3 separate regions of the Danio rerio genome follow, and regions 2 and 3 are each linked to region 1. Evidence: chromatin contacts called from public Hi-C and HiChIP or PLAC-seq data. All regions are on one chromosome and are shown on one strand. The core of a region is the stretch at or near the end of the contact, and the rest is flanking DNA. Distances in the headings are between cores, read along the strand shown. Region 1 holds the start of arl8 (ADP-ribosylation factor-like 8). Region 2 holds the start of zgc:92818. Region 3 holds the start of nfx1 (nuclear transcription factor, X-box binding 1).

Region 1 (3,565 bases), core at 184-2,683:
CAAATGATGATGATACTAACAAAAATACACATTTATGTTAATCCACATCTTCTATTCCTTATGTAGACACAAACATCAATTTTGGTAACTTTTCAATTAAAGAAAAAATTTAAAGAAATGTTTTGATAATAATGTGTTACTAACATTATTTTTTTAAGATCTAATAAAAATGACATACTAAATAGCCCATCTCAGATCATCTGTAAAAACATTTAACTCCAATATATCAACAAAATGAAACGAGAGCTACTGATCCTGCTTGATCTAATGTTCAGATTTCAGTTCGGGAAATATTTGCAAACGTGAGTAATGTGTATGCTGAATCAGATAATGCCTCTTTTGAATATGTAAACATTTCAGACTTTTAATACACTACAAACAAGAGTGTTAGCTTATTTTTCTTAACCCTACTCACCTGTGGGTGATAGGTGCCCTAAAACCTTGTTATACTGCCAAAAATGACACTGTATGGCAACAAAATGACATTACAAAAAAAAGAAAAAAAAAGTGTGTACCATATGGTCACCAGGATTATTGCAGTGTTTCTGGACACTGTACATTTGCAGTACTGTAAAGTATTGCATGAACATAACATGTAGTGATCTCTTAATGCGTTTTATCAAAGTGACTGATAGCGTCATAATATAGTTACAAGAGCATTATCCTGATCAAAAAGGGTGAAGTTTGAGCTAGATATTGCTCAGAAATAACATAGAAGTATTACATAGCTATCCCAAGTCTGTTCCAACAAGTGGACAATACTCAATTTCTGTGAAATCATTTGAGAGACATTTAAAATGACCCATCTGTTACCTTCACCACTATCGCATCATCTTCTTGATGGTTTACTCTGGGCTAAGTTTACCGAGAGAAGATAACGGGGCACGAAAACGACAAACAGTTAATTTAGAAAGAAAAAAATAAATACAAATATTTTTAATACACAATGAGTGTTAAAGGTAAACGTGTCATTAGGAGCCTATGGCTTTGATACCATTAGCTCGACGCCTCGGATTTAAAACGAGCTTACTAGCATATTAACATTAGCTCAATGCGCCTGGATATCAACAATAATAACACCGGCAAAACCACTGGCTAAAAAAATCCGTCAGAACCCCATCTCTTACCTTGATTACAAAAGAAGCTCCATAGTTTGGCGAAGATTAGACCCATTTCTCTGGTGGGTGAGAGGCCGTGTCCAGCGAGGGCTAGTTTTGCGGAGAGGCCTACAGCAGCTGTCCGTGGAGCCGTTATTTCTTTATAAACCCGCTCTCGCCATGCGGTTAAGAGCACTCACCACACGCCTCTGCGTCTGTCCGAGCGTCCCTCTGTCTGTGTGTGTTCGCGGTGTTTTCACACAGGTAGGTTAAGATGAACAGCTCTTCTTTCGTGCGGTCAGATCAAGTGTGCGACAGACGCGAGTACGGCGGATACATCGTTAACCAAAACAAAAGCGTCTTCTTCACTTCCCAGATCACTCTGAGCTCATCAACATTTTCCTTAAAGACAAATTGCAAAACGCACACCGGCTCCACTTGTCTGGACACGGGTGTAAATGGTAAGACATAAGAGCTCATTGGAGTAAAATTGAGGCACACGGAGCTCACGGCAGCACGCTGCTGCTGCTGGATAAAAAATAAGCGATCACTCTCTCTGTTGTACACACATACACACACTCAAGAAACAAGCACACACACCACCATCCCCCATCAGTGTCAGGTTACACGTGTGAGGATCATGACGTGCACAGATCCAGCCCACAAGTGTCACATCCATACATTGCTTTGTGCTGAACATGAACCTACATTGAATATTCTGAATAGCAAACAAATTGTGATTATATCTTACTTTGACATATACTATAGCCTATATTACTGTAGTTGGTGTAGTAATACAACAACTAGTAATTTAAACAACCCAATATGTACCCAAAAAGTTTTCTACAACTCTATATTAAAACTTCAATAATCCAGTTTACCACAGAGTTTATTACAGTTTACAAGTTAATCATTTATGAAGTGATGTAGCATTTATTTGTGGGAAATGCTATAAAACACTTTACTGTAGTATGGCTTAACAAACACTAAATACTATCAAGATTCTATTATGTCATATTACTAAATAGTATTATAGTGGTTACAATATTAAAATCATTCATTCATTCATTTTCCTTCGTCTTAATCCCTTTATTTATCTGGGGTTACCACTGTGGAATGAACATATCCAGCATATGTTTTACACAGCAGATGCCCTTCCAGCTGCAATCCAGTACTGGAAAACACCCACATACACTATGAGGGAGCACCCAGAGGAAACCCATGCCTACATAAAGAGAAACTGCAAACTCCACACAGAAATGCCAACTGACAGCTGAGCCACCGTGTCACCCTATCGAAATCATTTGAGAAAGGTTTTACTTTAGCAGGTGTAATAAAGCCTTTCATTAAAAACTGTATTGCATATAAACTTAGACAAGTCATGTAGACAAGTTCACATTAATAAAAAAATGAAAAACCACAACACTCACAGAAACTGTAGAGATTTTAATCAATAAGGGAACCGGTCTTTCATATTTGTTTATCTTCTGTGTCGCCAGAACCACAAGTTCCTTCCTGCCTGTAGATCTTATTTGCTCAATAGTGTGAAATCTGTGAGATCTGATGTGAAATGGGGCCTTTATTCAGGTTAAGTGTTTGCTAATAAACTATTAAGAAAGTAGATAAGACATAAATAATCAAAACTCCTAGAAGCTTAATGCTCAGATTTCATGACAGGCCCTAAGCCAGGTGAAAGGGGTGGTTCTTTTTTCTTAAATGAAAGTTAAAAATTATTCACCTTGATAGTCTACAAAACAAACCACCATTATACAATAACTTGCCTTATTACTTTAACTTGCCAAGTTAACCTAATTAACTTAGTTAAGCCTTTAAATGTCACTTTAAGCTGTATAGAAGTGTCTTGAAAAATATCAACTCAAATATTATTTACTCTCATCATGGCAAAGATAAAATAAATCAGTTATTAGAGATGAGTTATTAAAACTATTATGATTAGAAATGTGTTGAAAAAGTCTTATCTCCGTTAAACTGAAATTGGGGGAAAAAATAAACAGGGGGCAGATAATTCAGGGGAGCTAATAATTCTGACTTAAACTCTATTGCTTTTTAATGATATTTAAAACAGGATTTTTGACAGGATTAGCTTGTCAGGTGGTCTTCATAACCATGCTTTGGATGAACCAAAAACATTTCCTAGACATTTAGAATAATGAGATATAAAAAAAAACCACATTTTTAAATACAAATAACATCATAAACCATTAGAGGAAAAGGGGAATCTGCTAGTTTTCAATTAAAAACTGTAGTCACTTCACTTACTTCAGATTATATGTTTTCTTGCACAGCTGGATGTTGCACAACTGATTAGCTGAAGTCAGAGTGACAGACTTAGGACTCTGAATTGTCGAAACGCCTTTTCGATGGGTTATTTTTACAATTTATGGTGGCATTCCAGTCAAAATAGGAAAATGAGCTCATGTTTGGACAATTTTTGGACCTTTGTCAGT
Region 2 (3,904 bases), core at 290-2,789, 160 kb after region 1:
ACTGCGCCACTCATTTCAGTATTCGCAACACATCTTGCTGACTGGAAACTTGCCTGCTATTTATTTCCATTCACCAGTCAAATGAGTCCAACACATATCAATATTAAAAAAGAAAGACTAAATAACATTTTATTATCAGCATGACTCAGAAGTGTAGCAAGAAAACACAGGCTGACTAATTTTAGGCCCTGTTCACACTTGATACTCAAAAGCATTTTTGTTTATCTGCATCAATGATCTCATTTTTAGTTGAAGAGAAAAGTTTACTTATAAATGTAAAATATTACATTACGCTGTAATAGTTTTGAACATCCCTTGCAGAGGAGTCCTTTTCCAGATCAATATTAAAATCAAGGCCATTCGAAAATAATTTAAAAGTACATCATTTGCATAGGAGTGGATGTGTGGGACTATGCCTGAAACATAAAAGCCATATAATTTACCCATTACTCCAGACCTCTCGTTTAATTTGGCATTGAGAAGCTTTCGACTGATGAAGACGTAGCCACAAGGACAGGATTTACAAGCCACAGGAATCTGTGAAAACAGAAAGAAAGAGCTTAGTATTCACTGCTAAAGTTTGTGTACAATAAATGACTAAATATTTCCCAACACTGGAAGAAGAGCACTCCATATTAAGTATTTAAAGAGGGGAAAATATGCTGTGCCTTATTAAGGCAACACTGATGTTTAATTTGGGGAAAACTGACATTGACTTTGAAGTAAACAGGAAACAATAGTTTTCTGCTTAGGTGCCAAAACACAAGAACAATGAGATTGAAAAATACAGGCTTATGAAATGATCTGCAGTGACCTGTTTGCTCAAGGACAGAATAAACATAGGTATATTTATAAAACTCTAATATTTCATGTTATCATCATTAGAAGAGGCTGAAGTCTTCAAACGATATCAAACACACGAGTAACTTAAACAGTTTAATCGCAGAGTCAAGCCTCCGTGATATTTAACGAGACCAACAGAGAGAGCATAAAAGCTATCCAGTTTCATTGTTTTAATTCAGTAAGGTGAATTATTTTACACAAATACACAATATTATCGCTTAACCACAATGGAGACAAAATTAGGTGGAATATTGCATGCAATACGATTAATAAAATCAACAATATCATTTCGATATAATGGACAAAATGTGAAAACGATATTTTACATCCCCTAGCAACGCTGTTTCTAGGTCACAAACGGCTAACAAATGACTAACCCTGACTGAATCACATAAGACACTAAAAATAACAATTAAGGGATTAAAAACTTAAGCAAAAACACAAATTTATGAATCATTCATTCTCAAAAAACACCTCACCTGTTGGTCACACTCCGGGCATGATTTGGTGGCCATTTTCACTTTTTTTACTTTGTTAGTAGACATGTTAATAACAACGATCTTCAGTAATATCCACAGACCTCGGCGACCGCACTGTAAAACTTCCAGCTGCACTAACGCACACAGAGAAGTGCAGCTGATCGGCTTCCCGGGAGCTCTGACCAGACACACAAACCGACCGACCATCAATCGCACAATACACACTGCGCATGCGCTCTCTGGAGCTCAGTTCAGTCCTCGGCTGGCAGTTCACGTGACTAGCAGTCAGCAATGAAACGGTTTTTATGATTTTTGCCTGCTCCCTCTCTATAGTTAAGTAATGTGCGTCATTAAGTTAAGGAAGTAAAACAGTTATGAGTGAGCGAAAGGTAATATTTTTCATGCCCAGATATTTTCTTTATGAATGCTGCACTCTCCGAGCATGCGCACTTCAGCACGACAGTCACATGGTGAAGAACAATAAGTGCTGATGTGGGAGAAACTGATATTATGCTGTTTGAGACAAACGGCCATCGCTTTCTAATGCTATGTCTGTGTAATAATGTATAACACTCTCAGATACATCTTTAAATAAACATTTCCTAGAATGTACTCTTTCTTATATAATATTCTAACAATATGTTGATATGTAACTGTATATGTGTGTGTGAAAGTCTAAGAGAGCATCAGATTGCATTTGTAATATCTACAAATCTGCCCTATACCACCCTTTAAACTCAGTGTTGTAATTGTTCCCTCACATCACAAACATTTCTGTATACAGTTGAACAGTCAGTGTCTCCTTTCTAAATAGCTTCAATTTAGCTTTTTCATTCATTCATTCATTCATTCATTCATTCATTCATTCATTCATTCATTCATTCATTCATTTTCTTGTCGGCTTAATCCCTTTATTAATCCGGGGTCACCACAGCGCAATGAACCGCCAACTTATCCAGCAAGTTTTTTTACGCAGTGGATGCCCTTCCAGCCGCAGCCCATCTCTGGGAAAAGCTTTTTCATTATTTGCACAATATCCTGGAATAAATATGACAAATATTACTTAAGCTAATGCATAATCTGAAAGACTGGTTGTGTGGGATGATTTTGGTTTTCATGCTGCTTATCAGATCTCTTTAACTCAGAAACAACAAACATTTCAGTGAGCAATATTTCCAACAGCCTGACAAACATCCCTGTCATAAAACAATAGCTTTGTTCAATAGTAATATTAATAGTAATATTATATATAATATATTATTTAATATATAATAGTAATATTTGGCTCTTGCAGGAGAATCTTTGACACAAATCTACTGTATAACATAAAACATTACATTGATTTAAAAGAATTTGTCACCCAAAATTACATTTTTAAACTTTTTACTTACTCTTTGGTCTTAATTTACAGCCATGCCATCCTAATAGAAGGTGACTTTTATTTTTAGTCAATCCAGTAATGAAGATTTATAGCTGAAACTTTGGTCCTGGCTTTTTTTCAAGTCAGTTGTGCTTTGAAAACAGTTCTTAGCCTTCCACTACACTGTAAAAAATCAGTTGCCTTAAGTTTTTAAGCTGAATCAAATTAACCTTATGAGTCAATTTAATTAATATTATGTTAAACTGATTTAAAACAAGTTACACAACTTATACAATTAAGTTAAAACATGAACAACTAATAAGTTACAATGACCTGAGAACATATGCTTTCAGGACTAATCGATTATATAATTTTGTAGAGTGTAGCTGTTGATTTTTTTGGCATTTTAATAATCAAGGTTCACACTAAAATGTAAGCTAAAAAACGCTATGTTCCTTTTATTAAAAAATTACTTACATCTCAGAGTAAATGTATAGCTTTTTATTATTATTTTAAGAGTTGACATGCTATTTTTTAACTATTTTTTTTACTTCACATATATGTTAACATTCGTATAGGTTCATATTTACTTACAATAAAGTCACATTTTTTCTTATGTTTTTATCCTCCTGTTAAGTTTTTTTCCCAGTTATTCCTTCATAACAATGCCCTTCTGAAACCTATTCACTTTTAGACTTTTCTTTTATCTGACAAAATGGGCGACGAATCAAAATGTTCATTGTATAGGCAAACTTCTGTTGAACACAATGGAAAATATTTCTGAAAAAATGTTGTAAATTGGTAACCATTAACTATGATAGTATTTGTTAGGTACAGGTTTCCAACATTTTAAAAAATATCTTTTTTGTGTGTTTAACTCACACACAACTTAAAAAATGTCTTAAAAGTTTGAAACCTCTTGAAAGTGAGTAAAAAGAGGGAACATTTTATGTTGGTGTGAGTTAACCTGTTAAACTTAAGAAAAATGATGACTAAAGGAGACATTCTACCATAATCATACATTTTCACTTGACAGGACCTGATAGGAACAAGCATAAAATCATACAATTTAATGAGAACGCATTCTTTATCACCTTTTTTGAACTTTTATTATATAACATAAAGATAAATTTAATACACATCATTTACAATAATAATCATTAGATTATTTACAATGGTGAAAATAAAGAAAGACAAAACAAGAGGAAAAAACAACAGAAAT
Region 3 (3,779 bases), core at 1,141-3,640, 210 kb before region 1:
CAATTACATTTTTGATAACAAGAAATACATATTTTTTACTTACATCAAGAACTGAATTATTGATATCAAGAATTGAATCTGACATATCAAGAACTGAATAGTTGTTTTTATAAACTGATATAAAAATGCAATTAAATGTAACTCCTATTATCAACAATTAAATTCTTGACCACAATTAAATGTTTGTTAAATTTGAACTATCAAGAATTAATAAGATCAGTGAGATCAAGAATGCATTTCCTGAGAACAAATATGTAAAAACTGCTGTGTATGAATTGTTGATATCAACTATTCATATTATCCAGCCATTTTGACTTTTATTCATTCTCAGGATATACATTTTTCATATCAACAATTTAATTGTTTGAATCCATGATCAGCATTCTTGATATCAAGAACTGAATTGTTGATATCAATATTTAGATTGCTACTAGTAAAAATTTCAATTCCTGATATCAAAAATTCAAAATGTCAATTCTTAATATCTGAATCTATATTTCAACATGCTACATTTGTTATACATATCTAAAGTATTTTTGACATCAGCAATTCATGAATCAGCAAAAAAGTAATTTCTTATATTTAGAATTAATCAATTCACTAGTAACAATTACTTTCATGATATCAGAATTTAACATTGCCATTAGTGGCACACATCAAAAACAAACATTTTACTAGTAGCAATTCAATAGCTGACAATTACATTTCTGATATAAACAATGAAAGAAATCAATTCTTGATATCAACATTTAGATTTTAATGGCAGCCTATGGTGAAAATAAATTGCTGATGTAAAAAGTCAAACGGTATGCCACAGAGAATCTGTAGTTTAACAATCTGTAGTGCAGTAGTAACAAGCATGCAGATCACCTCACCTGTCTGTGTTTCTTTGCTTTTGGGAGGTTCTATGCGTTTCACCGGTCCTGTTCTTCGCTCAGGACCTCCACCTCTCTTAGGACCTGGATTCTGAAGTGGTGGCTGTTTTCCCCTCATTCCCCTTCTATTCCTGTTGGCCTCCTCGGGTCTCTCACCCTCCTCTTCAGCCCCTCTCCTCTCGTCCTCTTTCATCTGAACAGGTTCCCTCTCTCTCCAGTTACCCTCAATTCCATGGCTAGGGCCTGGTCCTTTCCTCCGGAAATTGGGCTGCATACGGTGTTCGCCACCCCTCCATCCCTTATGGTTCCTCTGCTCAGGCTCGGGGTGTTCATAAACAGCTACAGGCTTTGTGTCTTTTCCTGCAGCCTGGTTTTCTAGGTTTTCCTCCTGGTCTCTGGACATAGGCTCCTTCATCAACCTCTCAGCTCTTGCTTTATTGGGTTTCTTCCATCGGTTGTCTCGATAAGGCTCTCTTACATCGACTTCAAAGGTTGCTCTTTCTTTATTCTCCTCATCTGTTGATCTATTAGAAGTGGGTGTATTAGGTCGATCATGACCACGATCACTGACTGGTTTTATCCATCTCTGGCTCTGAAGTCGACGGTCAGTGTCACCATTACCTCGTCCTCCTCTTGGTCTTCCTCCTCTGCCTCTGCCTCTTAAGCCTCCTCTGAAGGCTGGTTCAGGAGAGGGTAATGCATTATCAGTAGGGTTTTCGAACTCATTGCCGCCATGATTAGCTGCATTGGATTGTCTAAGGTGATGGTGAGGCCTAACATGATTCGCCCTCCAGTCCTGATAGTGGTTTGACTGTCTGTAACTTCTTCTAGAGTCGGGCTGATTGAGTTTAGCCTTTGGAACAAACTCTGCAGACTCTGGATTCAACTTTGATGTGTCTAAAAGTGAAAATCAAACGGTTAGCATGTTTTTTTTTGCACTTTGACTTTTTTTTTTTTAGTGAAGCGTTACGTTATCTATACAGTCATGATTGTCTTACACGCACTGTACAGTCAGTGTGTGCTTACTGACTCAGCTATTTCTGCAACACGCTGTAACATCACATGACAAAGATAAAAGACATCACCTGTTTTCCAGTCGACTGCTACAAAATTAATCTACTAACGTTAGATATGAATATGATTTATACATTTAACGACACTCTTTCGTGCTTTTATCTTGTCACAGAATGACAAAACTACTTCCACTTCGTCATAATAGACTTGGTAACGTGACGATGATAAAATATAAATTGCTAAACGGCTAAGTAAATTCGGGTAACAAGTGATAAAACACATTTGTATTCTATTTTATTTTTGATATGGCTAGGTTAGAGGCTGTGTATATGGCCAGGATCATAAACACGCTCACTTCTTCACAGCTAACGTTAGCCGTTAAGAGGAAAACAGCCAATATCGCTTACCTGTAACTGAGGCTTCTGCCATTCAGCCGGAACTCGGGGCAATTTAGATGAGATTTCCTCAGATCTATTAAGCAAATAATAATAACCGAGAAGCCGATAAAAAGAGTAGGCCCTTGTTTATAAACTACACCGCCTGAGTTCTGCTAGTCGTTCTGAAACTGCTCGTCCAATCAGCGCTCGCTGACGGCAAGACACGTGACTGCAGCGTCACAGTTCTATGCAAATAATCTGAATACCTTATAGATTTTTTGGTCCCTTTCATATAATTATATTTTGCTTTTTGTACCTATTTTATTTAGAACAATAAAAATACTAGGTATGAAAGTAAATCTCTTTTTTAAATAACTGGTTTAATAAAAATATAATTTAGTTATTAAGCTCTCAGATGACTGTGGTTTATGGAGGATGAAACCTGCAAACACAATAAATAAATATATAAATAAATAGGCAAATATATAAATGAATTAAATAAATAAATACACAAATTCATGCATAAATTAAACAATAAACAAATAAATATGCAAATTAATAAATACACAAATTCCTGCAAAAATAAATAAATACATTCCTGCAAAAATAAAACAATAAAAATCATATATGCAAATAAATAAATACACAAATTCCTGCATAAATAAGTAAATAAATACACAAATCCTGCATGAATAAAACAATAAATAAATATGCAAATAAATAAATACACAAATTCCTGCATAATTAAAACAATAAATAAATATGCAAATACATAAATGAATTAATAAATAAATACACAAATTCACACATAAATAAATACACAAATAAATAAATGGGTAAATAAATAAATGAATAAATAAATAAATACACTAATTCATGCATTAACAAAACAATAAACAAATACACAAAGAAATAAAAAAATGAATGAATAAATACACAAATTCCAGCATAAATAAATAAATCAATAAATAACTAAATATACAAATAAACAAATAAATGTTAAATAAATCTGCAAATTCCTGTAAATACATGAATACATGATAGTGTGGTGTGAAAGTGGGAAAATCTACTTTCAGTTTAGCATTTTCTTATGCTCTCAACATCCAAGTAGTTTTTAAATTAATAATCTGCCCACACTATTTATATAATTTATTTATGCAGGATTTTGTGGATTAATTAATTAATTAATTAATTTCCATATTAATTAATTCATTGTTTTTGCAGGTTTTGTCCTCCATAGTGGTGTCCCTTTCTTAAATGAAACATTTATGCTTCGGTTTTCTTTTCCAGTTCCCCCCAAAGAATGTGCCATTGTTTTTGGTGCAATCCCTGTTTGTATACAGTACCTTTGGCCAAATCTGTCCCTAAAGGTTCTTTAGATTTTTTTCTTTTTGACAGCACATTTTTGTTGTCCAATCTCTTGCAGTTTTATGTCAAACACAGATATTCACTTAGTTATTAAAAGTTCTCTTTACCTGCTTGCAGTTTTTTGGAATAATATATTTGGTGACAG

The links. A called contact is a pair of places that touch in the nucleus more often than the background predicts. HiChIP or PLAC-seq counts read pairs in DNA pulled down with a chosen protein or histone mark.
Region 2: a contact with region 1 is called in an H3K4me3 HiChIP or PLAC-seq map of gastrula embryo, with 2.6 times the contacts expected there. The contact joins the promoter of zgc:92818 here to the promoter of arl8 in region 1. A contact is called at or near these places in 5 of 18 Hi-C or Micro-C datasets (caudal fin, embryo, hematopoietic stem cells and 1 more) and 3 of 4 datasets of contacts at active chromatin or transcription factors (caudal fin, embryo and gastrula embryo).
Region 3: a Hi-C map of hematopoietic stem cells shows a contact between it and region 1, with 2.5 times the contacts expected there. The contact joins the promoter of nfx1 here to the promoter of arl8 in region 1. A contact is called at or near these places in 2 of 18 Hi-C or Micro-C datasets (caudal fin and hematopoietic stem cells) and 2 of 4 datasets of contacts at active chromatin or transcription factors (caudal fin and embryo).

What each region holds. Positions count from the first base shown.
Region 1 is chr7:42,073,633-42,077,197 of GRCz12tu, forward strand. arl8 (ADP-ribosylation factor-like 8) reads right to left here and starts at 1,434. Exons shown (of 6, transcript NM_199824.1): 1 at 1,128-1,434. The coding sequence starts at 1,173.
Region 2 is chr7:42,229,625-42,233,528 of GRCz12tu, forward strand. zgc:92818 reads right to left here and starts at 1,540. Exons shown (of 4, transcript NM_001002512.2): 1 at 1,323-1,540; 2 at 444-537. The coding sequence starts at 1,388.
Region 3 is chr7:41,859,131-41,862,909 of GRCz12tu, forward strand. nfx1 (nuclear transcription factor, X-box binding 1) reads right to left here and starts at 2,391. Exons shown (of 24, transcript XM_685467.11): 1 at 2,297-2,391; 2 at 876-1,772. The coding sequence starts at 2,318.